Regions from separate parts of the Triticum aestivum genome. Here region 2 is linked to region 1. The links are chromatin contacts, called in public HiCAR-type maps. All regions are on one chromosome and are shown on one strand. Each heading gives the region's core, a stretch centred on a gene start, on an enhancer-like site or on the middle of the called end of the contact. The rest is flanking DNA. Distances are from core to core; before and after follow the strand shown. Region 1 holds the start of LOC123181508. Region 2 holds the start of LOC123181509 (protein NRT1/ PTR FAMILY 8.5).

Region 1 (7,454 bases), core at 3,340-5,839:
TTGAGTTATACTTAATGGTTTGCCCATAGGCGTTGCTTAATACCATATGTTGGTTTCGAGGTTATAAGGAGATCATGTGTTGACCAAGGTGTTATTCAAGAAGGTATCCAAAGATTGGTCATCGAGAGTTGAGCCTATTGTAAGCATGTCTTGAAGAAGAAAATTGTGCGAACATTCATGTTACCTTTCAAGTCATCATCTTAATGAAGAAAGTATGAAAGATACAAGGTTGATCCAGACAAAGTGCTAAGAGTGGATTCAATTTGATCAACACACAAAGCATAGAATATGTACCAAGTGGGGTCATGTGATATCACAGTATGGTAAGCATTGTCCATTACACACTGTGAACTAACCCATGATCTATGTGTTTGGTGTTTCTATGTGGGGTTAGGTATCTTTCCATGGGCTTGCATCAAAAGGAAGATCTCATATAGCCCAAGAGAGGATGGCATCAAGTGGTGATCGTCATCAAGGTTGCAGTGTGCAAGTTCAAGAGGAGCATAACAAAGAGATCACATGCTTGAAGCTTGTCGACCATTTGGTGATAATGGTCTTGTGAAGATGTGCCTAAAAGTAGCTCTCCCATAGTGGAGTATGGGGAAGCAAATCGTGAGTCCTCACCAAGCGTGCGCTACCAAGAAAGGTGTTCCATCTTGAAGCGGGCATGATCGTCATCATCTAGCTCAACTGGATTATGCGCAAGGCAAATGTTTGACCTTGATAGTTTTCTATTTTATCGGTCTCATGGTGTTAGTTAGGAGACCGGGTTATAGGTGATTATCGTACTATTAATGGGCTCTCTCGGGTGAGTAGCTTGATCGTATCGTTCATAGAGAGGTCAAACCATTGCATCCTTGGCATCATATTTGTTTTTTCTCTTTGTTAGGTTTTAGAGTTTGTGTTCATCTTCTTGTCAAACTCAAGTTCATCGAAACAGAGTTTGATGCATCATCTTTGCGTTTTCGGTGTTGGAGATTTTGCCGGTTCATATTTTGGGAAGGTTCTCTTCTTTATCCAATTGGCATTTCTTCTCCATTACTAGTTCTTAATTTATCCAGTCCTTGTTGGATAGTGCTTGTCGTCATCTATCCAACAAGCTTGAGTGCTGATTTCAGAGTTCGTTTGCAGAAGTTATGGATGTTATGGCTCTGCTGCTATCTATTTAGAGATAGCACCTTCCCCTTAAGAGGTAGTATCGCTTGTGCGATACTTCTGCTGTTGTATCACGCGTACTACCGTGGTGTTTTTTGTTACCCACCAATAATTAGAGGTGGCACCGCTTGTGTTGTACTTCTGCTGTTGTGTTGCGCATACTACCATGGGGTTTTCTGTTAGCCACCAATAATTAGAGGTAGTGCCGCTTGTGCGGTACTTCTGCTATTATGTTGTGCGTACTACTGTGGGGATCTGTTACCCACCAATATCTAGAGGTAGTACCGCTCCCTTAAACGGTGGTACTATTTGAACTTTTCTAGAACATAATGGTTAGATTCGTGGGGGCCTATTTAAGGGGGCCCCATGGTAGAACCGTTGACCAGTCAGACGACACATCGTCACCAAAAAAATGATGCCTGGTCCCACATGTAAGCAACCACATCAGCATCTTCTGGGCCCATATGTCAGCAACATTGACCGGTAAAAACTCATTGTGATTTATTACTGACGGGACCGTCGATGATAAAACCCATGCCGGACCCACATAGAAGAAGCCACCTCAGCAACTGCTGGCCCCACCTGTCTAAATCTTTGACGGGTCAACCCCCCCGGACCGATCACCGGTGACGGGATTATCGTCACCAAAAAGATTTTAGGTGACAGATTGGGCCATCATAGGTTACATTCTGGGCCGTCGCCGAAGACGACCGCTGGTGACATTTTTTGGTCTGTCACCTAACATACGAACTTGCGTGACGAAAAAATTGGTACCATCAAAATTTTATTTTCTATGATGGCGCTTCGGTGACGATGGGCGCGACCACCGAAAAATGTCGCCAGTGTTTTTTCCATGACGAAAACGGGTTATACATGACACAACTGAAGCGTCGCAAAATAGATCAAAGTTTGTAATGGGAAGTCACAATACCTGCAGGACGAGGGGAGAGAAAAGCACAATGAAAGCGCAAGAAAGACGATGCAGGCCCAGGAGACCATGGCACGACGACTGCAGACTTCTTCTGCACCTTTTTAAGCGAAACTGGAAACAACCATCGGCCGCCCCTGGTTTCCGCCACCCTCCCCTACTTGAGCGCAACGATGATTGGCTAGGCAAAGATGGACCTGAGCTGACACAAACCCACAGGAAGCCCGACAGGGAAGTTCACCTTTCTGTTTAGGGGAGCGAAGCGAGGGGATGCCGTTGTGCTTCGTTGAATTCAAATGGAAGGAGAGAGCCACGACAACAAGAAAAAAATATAGGAGGCGATACGAGAGGATGGGCACACGGGGTGTTTTTAAGCAACCCAACCGATGTTGCATGTCCCATCCACGTCAGACAACCAAGCACAAAGCAAGGTTATATCTGGACTCATAGGCGTACCAAATGCACATGCTCATGCGGGACAAACATCTGGCTGACAGGCTCACACGAGCGAAGCTACGATTCGAGCTGGACACCAACGCAACACGGCACCCGTCCAAACCGGGCGCAACCGACCCTGTAGGAGGTGCGTACTCCACATTCTTTATAGGAGTAATCCCCATGTTTTTATACTATGATAAAAAAATAGTATTGTTAAGTTTTTTTGAGCAACGATTGTGGGAGCTCCTATTTACCGCATTCTGCGGCAAATAGACGCCTCTTCACACAGAGCGCGCACAACTGGGCCGGCCCATTGGGGGTAAAGCTCTTAGCCACCGGTCGGGCGCAAAAATTCCGAAACATATAATATGGGCAACTAAAGATTCGATCTCGAGGCCTTCTGTTGCTGTCGTCACCTCGCTAGACGGGTGAACTGACCAATGATTGTGGAAAATGTGTAGCGCCAATTCTAAAGAACAAACTGCAGCAACGTAAATCAACATTACTCAATGTTTTAAAAAACGCAAACAATTTGTTAAATTCTAATTTCTTTTGAAAATGCGAACAATGTTTTGCAAACATGGATAATCTTTGAAAACTTGGAATACCTTTTTGAATTCTGAAGATGTATTGAAAAATGAGAACAAAAAATTGAAATTCCGAACAATTTTCTAAAACACGGACAAAATTTGAAACTCCAAACTTGTTTGAAAATACAAACAAATTTAGAAATTTCAAACAATTTTTAGAAACACGATTTTTTAAAAATCCTTTTTTTGAAAACATGAACATATTTTGAAATTCCGAACATTTATTTGAAACTGCGAACTTTTAAAAAAATGAACAAAAGTTGAAACTCCATTTTTTTGAAAACACGAACAAATTTAGATATACCAAAAAAAATTAGAAACACGAAAAAAAGATTGAAACTGTGAACTTTCTTGAAAACACAAACAAATATTGAAATTACAAACCATTTTTTATATTGCAATTTTTTGAAAACATGGGAAAAAATTGGAATCTCCATTTTTTGAAAAACATGAACAAATTTCGGAATTCAGATTTTTTTTGGAAAATTGGGAACAATTTTTGAAATGTGAACCAAATTTGAAATTTTCAAACATTTTTTGATTTTTCTAAAAGGAACATTTTTAAATTGTAAACAAAAATGCTGAAACTATGAACATCATTTTAAAATTCTGAACAAAATTTTAGAACAAGAACTTTTTTGAATTCTGACTGATATTTAAAATTTTTGGAAAAATTTTGAAAAGAAAATTATACTTTAAAAAGAAAACATGAAAAAATAAAAGAAAAAGAAAGAAAGAAAAAGAAAGAAAAGGAAAAAAAGAACAAAAAAAGAAACAATAACAACAACAACAACAACAACAAAGTCTTTAGTCCCAAACAAGTTGGGGTAGGCTAGAGGTGAAACCCATAAGATCTCGCGATCACTCATGGCTCTGGCACATGGATGGCAAGCTTCCACGCGCCCTTGTCCATAGCTAGTTCTTTGGTGATACTCCGATCGTTCAGGTCTCTCTTAACGGACTCCTTCCATGTCAGATTCGGTCTACCCCGACCTCTCTTGACATTCTCCACATGCTTTAGCCGTCCTCTATGCACTGGAGCTTCTGGAGGCCTGCACTGAATATGCCCAAACCATCTCAGACGGTGTTGGACAAGCTTCTCTTCAATTGGTGCTACCCCAACTCTATCTCGTATATCATCATTCCGGACTCTATCCTTCTTCGTGTGGCCACACATCCATCTCAACGCAACGAGCGGCGAATAGGCTCTGGGAACAGAAAATAAAAAACGAAAAACCCAATAGAAGAAAGAAAAACAGAAAAACCCGGTTTTGGGGAACCATCTAGAAGGTTCCCAAAACCGATTGACTCCCACTGTGGTCACGCTCTAGGGGCCGGCCCAGATCCCTCGCTCCCTGTGTGTGGCATGTGCGTTGCGTCGACAGTTCGACGCAACGAGCGGCGAATAGGTTTCAACGATTGTGTTGTAAAGTAAAACACGAGTGGTGTGAAATGGGCTGGGCTGGAGTAGTAGGCGCCAGCTTGGGCTGGGCTATCTTCTCAGTACGCTCCAAGATGGACACAGATGAGGGAGAGAAGCAAACTGAAACCCTAGCTGCTTGCTGAGGCCCGCCACGCAACAACACGGCACGATGCGGCGGTGGTGCTGCTCCTCCGCCGCCGGCCTCGCCCGCCGCTTCCTCTCCTCCCCCACCGTCGTCCATGCCCGCTCGCCCGTGCCCTCCCTCCCCTTCCGCCGCGACCACTCCCACACCCAGGCGCCTCTGCCCATCATGGGCTCGCTGTTCCACTCGGCGGCAGCCGCTTCGATCGTCCGGCCTCCGGTGATGGCGATGCAGCTGCGCCACTACGCCATCAAGGGCAGGTCCCGCGCGCCGACCACGCCCACCATCTCCAAAGTCAAGAAATACAAGATGAAGGCCCCCTCGTAGGTTCCCAACTCACCCTCCCTTCACCGCCAGTGTATTGCCTGCATTTCTGAATCTCATGGTGGTGTGCGTGTCAGGTCCATGAAGTTCCGCTTCAGAACGATGAAGGACGGCCAGATCCGCAGGTGGAGGGCCGGCAAGCGCCACAACGCACATCAAAAGGTGCGATGCTCTTCGTCTGCTAGTTGCAGTTCCTTTTCCACAACGTACTCACGTTTTGCTTAAATTGCTCTAGATCCATGTATTTCTAATTGATGACGGTACCAAACTATGCCTTTCAATCTTACAAATGCTAGCCTGCTGTGGCGTCGCAATCCTTCCCGCACATTCGAATTACTACTGTCGTATAGATGCATCAATATAGTTTAAAAAAAGGCACGCCTAGGCTCTAGGCGATAGCAAAATGCCTAGCACATAATTGCGCTTAAGCATGTACTTTGGTCAGAAAAGCGCAAGGCGGTTGCAGAATGCACAACTAACACCTAGTGATTTTTTTTTTAACTTTTGTGCATCATGTCTCTCAAATCGCGAGCATACGATGGATAACAGCTGATTTTCTTTCCGCAGTTGCTCCTGATCAATCTATACCAAAGTATAGTTGCCACCGAGGGACCATCTTAGTAAATACGGAGTAGTAGCAAATGCTAGCCTGCTGTAGCGCATAGGGCGATCCTTCCCACACTTTCGAATTACTACTGCTGTATAGATGTATCATGTCTCTCAAATCACAGAATGGAAGCATATGATGGATACTCTGCTCGCCTTTCCACGATTGTTCCGGATCTTTCTATACCAAGTGTAGTTGTCACCGAGATCAAGGGCAAATTAATCTAGTTGATCATCTTAGTAAATATCAGTAGTTCTTCATTCCTGTATAACTTAGCAACTACAGCATCTGTTAATCGTTTCAGTAAAGTTACTTAAAAGCTACACTTTACCTTATACTATTTTGACATAGTCAATCGTAAAATTCAGCAATCCTTTTCCAAAGGAAAAAAGAATGTCAATAAAATGTGAGATAAGTCTGTTTAACACCTCAAAGTATCAGCTCTGGACCATTTCCCTCCCGAAGGGCCTCTTTGATTCACATGAATTCAAAACGCAGGAACAAGAAAAAATACAGGAATGGAGTGGCATGCCTGCTCGAATGATATAGGATACCAGAGTGTTTGGTGTCACAGGAAAAACAAAGAATTGTAAAAAGAGGTTGGAGTGGATGCTAGATTTCCTGTGGAACGTAGAACAGATGATTCCTTAGGAAAAATTCCTATAGGATCCATTCCTACAAATCAAATGACCAACTTAGGAAAAATTCCCAAGGGTTATAATCCTCCAAAAGTCCTATTCTAGCAATCTTTTTTGGTACATCTAGCCCCTTGACCTAATTAAACTGGGTAATTACCCTCCTAACCATGATTGATCAGCTATTCAGCTGGTTTAGTGGATTAGGCACCGGTTTGGCAGATTAGACACCGTTTGATCCGGTCAACGAAGTCAGTTGACGCACTGTGTGACCAGTTCGTTTGGGCTGCATCCGACTTGGCCGATGCCGACCAGGGCCGCCTTAGCCCGAAGTACTCCCGCATTAACTCGAGGAGGCACTGGCTAGACTTCCATGCGACGGTGTGCCATGCATCCCTGTGGCGGACACTAGGTTGCAATCACCAGTCCTCGAGTGTCGTGCGTTTTGTGTGTTTTCGTCTGGCAACTAGAATCGATCAGCTTGATCGTTTTGCTAGCTAGCTTCAGCCATTGGCGACCAGTAGATGTCCTGAACAAATCAGTCAGCCACTGTGTGCTAGCTGTGTATGTACACATCTCGTCAGCTCTGATTTGTTTTTGTCGCTGGAAGTACCCGGTGCTATCGGGGCTGTGCCAACATAGGCCGCAGCAGTAGACGAGCTAGTCTAGGTTTAAGCTGTCCGGCAATGTCCTTGACGCGCAGCCGCAGAGCGCCTCCTTGTCGAGGTCAATGCGGAGGTCTTGGAGAGTCTCCCTCATGGCAACTGATAGGGGGCCATCGACGAGGCTGTGCTCGGTGAAGCACGAGATCACCTCCCTCCTGCGGACGTAGGGCTGTGAGAGTGCCGGCGGCGGCATCCGTATCACATCGATTATGGTTTTCAAGGATGATGAGCTAAGCCGGTGTCTAATCAGCTAAACTGGCCGATAAATCATGGTGAGAGGTATAATTACCTGGTTTATTAGGTTTTGGCTTGGGGGGGGGGGGGGGGGGGGGGGTAAACGGCCTGAAGCTCATAGTTTATGGTGTTAAACGGACTTAACTTGATACATTGAGGTTCTGTCGTTGTACATTTGATTCCAATTGGATTTCTTCTTTGAATTTGCTTGTGATGTGCTTCTGAATTTGCAGTCCAAGGAAGCAAAACGAAGACTTCGGAAGCCTGCTTTAGTGCATTTAGCTTATGCCAAAGTTATAAAGAAGCTCAACTT
Region 2 (6,535 bases), core at 3,881-6,380, 420 kb before region 1:
ACCACTTAATTAAGCTGCGGGATTAGCTCGATGCATGAGCTAAAACAAGCAGCCAATGACCCAACCTTGCGTCTGCGTCTGTCCGCGTCCACGGTACTGGTACTAGTCTATTGCCGATCCAGCTCAACTTGCAACTTGCCTGGCTACTTGGGTTTCCTGGAAACGCTGGCGACGGGCAACCTCGCCATGTGACTCTCATCAATCCCAACCAATTCCTCAACTACTGGTCTAGGCACATTGATTCAAGTGTGATCTGCAAATGTGTTGCTGCCTTCTGGTCAACAAGAACCGCTCGAGAGATGTATTGCTGGTTACACCAGAAAGTGCAGAAGAACGGTCCAGTCCCAGCATCGCTGTTTGTTCGCTACTATAGCTTACTGACTGAAGATGTCGTCGGTCCATGTACCAGATGATGATCAAGATGAACCATTTCTGTTCCATACGCGCTTCTATTCATATGAACACGGAAGACGAAGTTTCGGTGACATTTGCTACACCTAAGAAATGGGTCCAAAGGAGGAAGGACCCCTCACTTAACTGCCCCCTGTTACGTAGTACTAGTAGAAGTGAGACGTCTCCGCGAATAATAAACGCGGATAGTACACCAGCGGAATTACCGTGGGAATTCAGAGGCGGGTGGGCGGGGTTCGACGGCCTGCACTCCTGCCATTGAGTCAATGTTCAATTGAGCTCTTTTACGGTACCCTTGTACTCCATTTAGTGCGTTGGAGTACCATTAAAATCTGGCCATCCATCAGCAGGGGTAGTTCAGTTCTTGTATCAATATTTTTTGGGGGTAGAACTGGGCCTAATCTTCCCCATTGAAACGCAACGAGTATAGATCTGTCGCCGCGGAAAAGGAATTGCGATCACTGCAAGTTAGGTGCGATTTAATTCCAGGATGAACGTGTGTATGCATCACATGGCCATCACCGATGTGCAAACGGAATACATATATGATTAGTATATCGTTGTGTGGTTGCCGGTTGGCCGCCATAAGCCCGGAGAAGCCAGCCGGCGGGCGGCGGCGTTCCTGCAGGCTCACATAGCGCAGACCAGAGAGATGAACGTGCATGGCCCGGAGCCCATCCTGGCTGCGTCTGCTCAGTCCAGTCCACCGCGGTGGTGGCCTGAAGCCACTCCCCGGTCACCACAACTTGATCGTGATTTAAAGAATTAGGGTTCTTAGGATTTTTTTTATAATTAGGGTTAGCCAAATCTGTTGCCCTCATGAGTAGCGTTACCTAGGTAACAGTGTTATATTTATTTTCTATTTGGTTTAATCACATCATTAAGTGAAAATCTCTTGATTACGATTTTACCCTTGAAATGGAGGTACTCTGTACATTTCTAGAGGTGGTACTCCTTAAGACTGTCATGGAGTACGGGTCAAGATTAACCATTAGATGGGCGCAAATGGACGGCTCATACTTATTCTGGGGTACCATTTGCTACACCTTACTCAGATAAAAAGAACAAAGAGGGTACGCAGCTGTAAACAGAGCTAGCTTTGTTTCATTTGTGTTCCAAAGGCACCTTTTATTCAAATGAACACAACTTCAGGAATTTCGGCGATATTTAATTACGTCAAAGTGGTTTTGTAGACGGTGCATATACAACAAAGAGGATAACCGACAGCAAACCATGTTCACCGGAGCTCGACTTTCTTCACCGTATAATTCTTCGCGAACGCCGTGTACACAACAAAGTTCACCGCGCCGATCCCCGCCCACAGCCAGAAGTAGTAGTCGAGATGCCCGTCGTTCAAGTCGGCGGGAAGCCAGCCCTGCCCGCCCCCGCTCTTCGACAGAGCAGCGATGGCCGAGATGATCATCGAGTTCAGGTAGTAACCAAGCGACATTGCAAGGAACGAGAATGCCGAGCACAGGCTCCGCATCGACATGGGGGCCTCCGAGTAGAAGAACTCGAGCTGAGCTATGCCGCAGAACACGTCGGAGCAGGCGATGAGCATGAACTGGGGGAGCTGCCATGCTATGCTCAGGTTGTGGCCGGCCGCGACGCTGCGCAGCCTCCACATTTCAACCAGCGCGGCCGCGGCCAGCGCAGGGACCGCTAGGAACCGGCCGACGCCCATCCGCTGCAGCTGCGTGAGCCCGGCGACGTTTCCGGTGTATCGTCTGGCTACTGGGATCACAATGGTGTCCTGGATCACGACAAAGATCATCATGAAGACCACCGAGGCAGAGTTCATGGAAGCAGGAGGGACGGAGAAGGATCCAATCTTTGTGTTCATTTTGTTCCCCTGTTGGATGAAGGTGGTGGCTGTTTGGCACATGGAAGCTGCGTAGAACACGCTGGTGAACCATATTGGAAGCATCCGAACAAGAATCTTCACTTCCTCCACCTGAGTTACAGTGCATAGCATCCATGGACGCCCAGAAAGGCTCTCCTTTATCTCCTGGTCCCCTAAGACTACAGCAGCCTTATCTAAGCACCTGAAAGGATTGAAATGTCAAAGTGCAGAATACATATTCGACTAAAAGGTAACAAGAATAACTCAAATTGCAAAACACAATCTTCACCACCAGTCCATGATTGTAACTAAAGCATTACAGAAACTAAAGTTGTGGTTTTAGGCTGTATTACGCATGCAAAAAATCTAATGTTTTTTTGGTGTGGAAAGGAGGGTAACACCCGGCCTCTGCATATTGCAATGCACACAGCCACACAAAATTCTAATGTTTGATCATAACATAACATGACTCACATCCACAATATTGCGAGACATTTAATTCTATCTGGTAGATGAGATGGGGCTAATTAGGACTGATATATTTCATGCCAAATTGTTCTGACTAATTACAATTGGGGGTTGTGGTTGACGAAGAGTACGATATAAGGGCAAATTGAGCTTTATTTCTCTTTGAGATTCACATGAACAAATCAAGGCTACATGACAATGTAACTTTTTAATACAAAGATCTTTTCTAATAGCTCTAACAACATCATTCATTATAAGAAAATGAACATAAAAGCCGCTAGTAATTTCATAAATATTTGTTGACCCTGTTTTCGTAAAATAATGTTAAGGGGGATATTACACCTTCCAGATGTCTATTTGTAGCTAGTGGGGAATTCTAGAAAACATGTGAGGTAAGTTTCTTTTGTTAAAACAGACAAATTTAAACTAACTTGTCCAGCTAGGCTAGCAGACTTGGATTCCATCATGTGATAAACATACCTGAATCCTTCAGTATGTGCCAATTTGTTTGGTGCTTCATTGGTTAAGTCAGCATCATTTCCATCAAACAATATTGAGCTATCAGCAGGAACCTCCACTTTTCTCTTTTTAAATGATGCAACAAACACCGCTACAAGACTTTTAAGTGGGCTTCCAGTAGGAAGTTGAACCCTGTAGATTGGTGTTCCTGCCAAGAAGGCAACTGTGGCGATAATGAGGCATATCGATGAGATGCCAAATCCAAGAGACCAAGCAACATTTTGCTGTATCCATACAACAACTGTCCCCGAGATGAAGACGCCAAGGTTAATGGCAATGAAGAACCAGCTAAAGAAAGCCTGCTTCTTTTTACTCTGTTCAAGGTTTGAATCATCATACTGATCAGCTCCAAGTGGGAGCAAAGCTGATTTAACCCCTCCAGTCCCAACCGAGACAAGGTATAGTGCAGTAAAGAAGACAAAATTCTGAAACCCTGTGGCAGGAGGGCATGAAGTTCCTTCACATGCGGCGGGTTGTAAAGATGGAATGATCGCCGAAGCAGTTATGATGAGCAACCCCTATTTGTTGACAGACAAATTTAGGAGTTAAGAAATCACACATGATGACTGCAACAAAATGGGCATAAAAGAGAGCAAGTTCTGAAGTAATAGAATGCATGTACTTACAGTAAGATAGAATATTATGGAGATGGCCACGGTCTTGTACTTCCCCCAGTATGTATCAGCAAGAAATGCTCCGAGGACGGGCGTGAGGAACGTGGTGCCGTTCCATGTATCGACATTCGCGGCATTTGAAGCCGTAGTTCCATGAAGGACCTTCCCAAGATATACTACCAAGTTGAGGGCAATACCAGCGTAGGCAATGCTCTCCAAGAACTCAAACGCTGCAGCGAAAAGGAGTGTTAATTTTGTTGCAACATCAGAAAATGTTCATCACATAGTAGGTTTGTTTGCATTCATGAGACTGGCAGGAAGAAATATGAGGAGGAGCCGACCCAAGATAATAGCAGGAGCCTTCCAGTTGAAGGGTTTGTGGTTGTGATCTGCTGACGAGACCTGTATGCATGGAGAAACATATGAACCAAGTTAAAGGTGACCAAATTGTGGATTTGAAATGAGGAAAAAATATGGTTGACCAATTTAGGGAGCTGGGATGAGAGCTGAGAGATTTAGTTTGAGGCGGATAGCAAGTGTCCAAGCGTCAGTGCAGAGGAGTGGCAAACAGGAGTGCGAATCTAAGTTGGAATTTGGATGTAATTTAAGTGAGCCGAGATCGGAATGTGCGCGCTGCTTGCTGCTACAAGCAAGCGAGCGAGCGGCTGAGAGATCTAACAGGATGAGCGTCGTGTACATACAGTCTACAATGAGAGTAGTACTAAAATTGAGCAACACCAACCCTATCTGACAAAACCGGTGCTGAATCTGAACCCCGTGGCGTGGCCATGAATCCGAGGAGTCTGGTCTCAATCTCTCACTGCTTGCGACGCGAGAGATGCTGCTGGTGGTGGTAGAAGAAGATTTCTGATGTAGTAGAGCCGCCGAGCCAGAGCCAGAGCCAGAGCAGAGAAATAAATGGGTGGCGGGTAGGCGGGCGTTTTTGGGGAATGGGCTTTTCCGGTGGGGAAGGCGGGTTACCTGGTTGGGGTTGTGCTGGTGGGAGAGGAGGGGCGCCTCTCCGGCCTCCGCGTCCATGGCGTGCCGCTGCCGCTGCCGGCCGTGGGTGCCGACGGAGGCTGGCCGGAGCGGGGCTCCCTCCGACTCTCTCGCCTTCCCCCGGGTCCGCTCCGCTCCCTCCCGTTCCAGCCTCCCAGCTACTTGGTGGTCGTCCTTGGCACGTAGCCGCCAGTACCAACGACTTTTATTTCTTCTATCTACTCTCCTGCCTCAACTACTAGTACTACTGTTAAGCAGCATCAGGGCACGTGTGTGTTCCCATCCCGCTCGCTCTCATCGAACTGTGGCTTCATTATTTGCGTGCGCCGTGTTTACCGCGCGTTGCGTATTTTAATTATCTCCGTCGCTTTCTATTCAGACCCACCCAACTCCATTCATTTCCTCATGTCCTCGAGCTCTAAGTATACTACTGCTGTAGACAGCGAAACCGGATCTTCCCTGATTCCCTCTGTAGCAGTAGCACCGGCGACTTTATTCCACCCGTGTTGAGCATGTCCTTTATTTATTTCTCCCTGAGAAAAAATAAATAAATTATCAGGTGTTCGTCCCTGCCCTGTCCAGTTCGTCGAAGCTTGTTTTTCCCTTTTTTTTCGTTTCTTTGATTTGATTGAAGTGTGTGTGGGGCATGACTTCATTCGCTGTCTTGCGGGCTGTCCATCTATCCACATCCAACTGCGCCATTCACTTGTTTTTCTAAACTTCAGGCTTAAGCTCATCTCCACAAATCAAATCAAACCAGACGATGTGATTTTTTGGTGAAGTATATCATTCATCAGTTTTCTCAACTGGTTCATCGACCCAACTACAGGAATTCTTATTACTGAAACTAAACCGTGCTAGCTCATGTGCCGCACGATTCGCTTCTCATCCCAAAGGCCAAATTCTTTGCGTGATTGACAATCCAAGGAAGGATTCGGATGGCGGATATGCTGGCAAGCGCACTAGGATAAATTGTGGCCTCTGCCCGCTATGTAGAAGGGAGCCGGAAACATCATCTCACTTGCTATACGAATGACGCTACACTTTGAGGCTTTGGGATTTGGTCCGGGATTGGCTCCAACTAGTGCACCTTGACACCATCGTTTGGGCTATGGAAAGGTCCATAAAAGATTGGTGGATCAAAATTTCTGGAAGGAACATCCCAAACAGGAGTGCGATGGCTTCCATCACTCATGTGTTGGACCATTTGGAATGAGAGGAATGCAAGGGTCTTCCGGCACAAATCCGGCCCTACAACGATTCTCATGGAGGAGATTAAGAAAGAAGTAATGGGTCATCACGGGTGCAAAGCGATTGGGTGAACTAATGTCGGGACAGTAGCTTTACTAGTGTTGGCGCTTTTGCGTCTTGTTGTAACCCCAACTCTATTTCTCCCTTAATTAATGGATGAGGCTAATCTTATGCCTTCGTTTCAAAAAAAACGCTTCCCATAAGCAATGTGTTAGGGCATATTTCTCCCTAAATGGTTTTGGTGAATGATGACAATGTGTTTGTGGACTAATCGTGTGCATTGAGCATTTCAGACTATCAAGCATATGGCACAAGACGATTCGTACCCCTCGGAGTTTCAAGTGAAGACGGTTTCTTTCCTTCGGTTCGTTTTGGTGGATTTGAGTCGTAGGGAAAACCATACTATCAAGAGGGGGGTCCGTTTCGGAAA

Evidence for each region. HiCAR-type assays count read pairs that join an accessible place to other places.
Region 2: a contact with region 1 is called in a HiCAR-type map of leaf, with 6 times the contacts expected there. The contact joins the promoter of LOC123181509 here to the promoter of LOC123181508 in region 1. A contact is called at or near these places in 2 of 5 Hi-C or Micro-C datasets (both in leaf) and 1 of 1 datasets of contacts at active chromatin or transcription factors (leaf).

The regions. Positions count from the first base shown.
Region 1 is chr1D:286,271,378-286,278,831 of IWGSC CS RefSeq v2.1, reverse strand. LOC123181508 reads left to right here and starts at 4,589. Exons shown (of 3, transcript XM_044593782.1): 1 at 4,589-4,999; 2 at 5,078-5,162; 3 at 7,375-7,454. The coding sequence starts at 4,704.
Region 2 is chr1D:286,688,629-286,695,163 of IWGSC CS RefSeq v2.1, reverse strand. LOC123181509 (protein NRT1/ PTR FAMILY 8.5) reads right to left here and starts at 5,130. Exons shown (of 8, transcript XM_044593785.1): 1 at 4,837-5,130; 2 at 4,197-4,257; 3 at 3,868-4,085; 4 at 3,203-3,759; 5 at 1,673-2,456. The coding sequence starts at 4,893.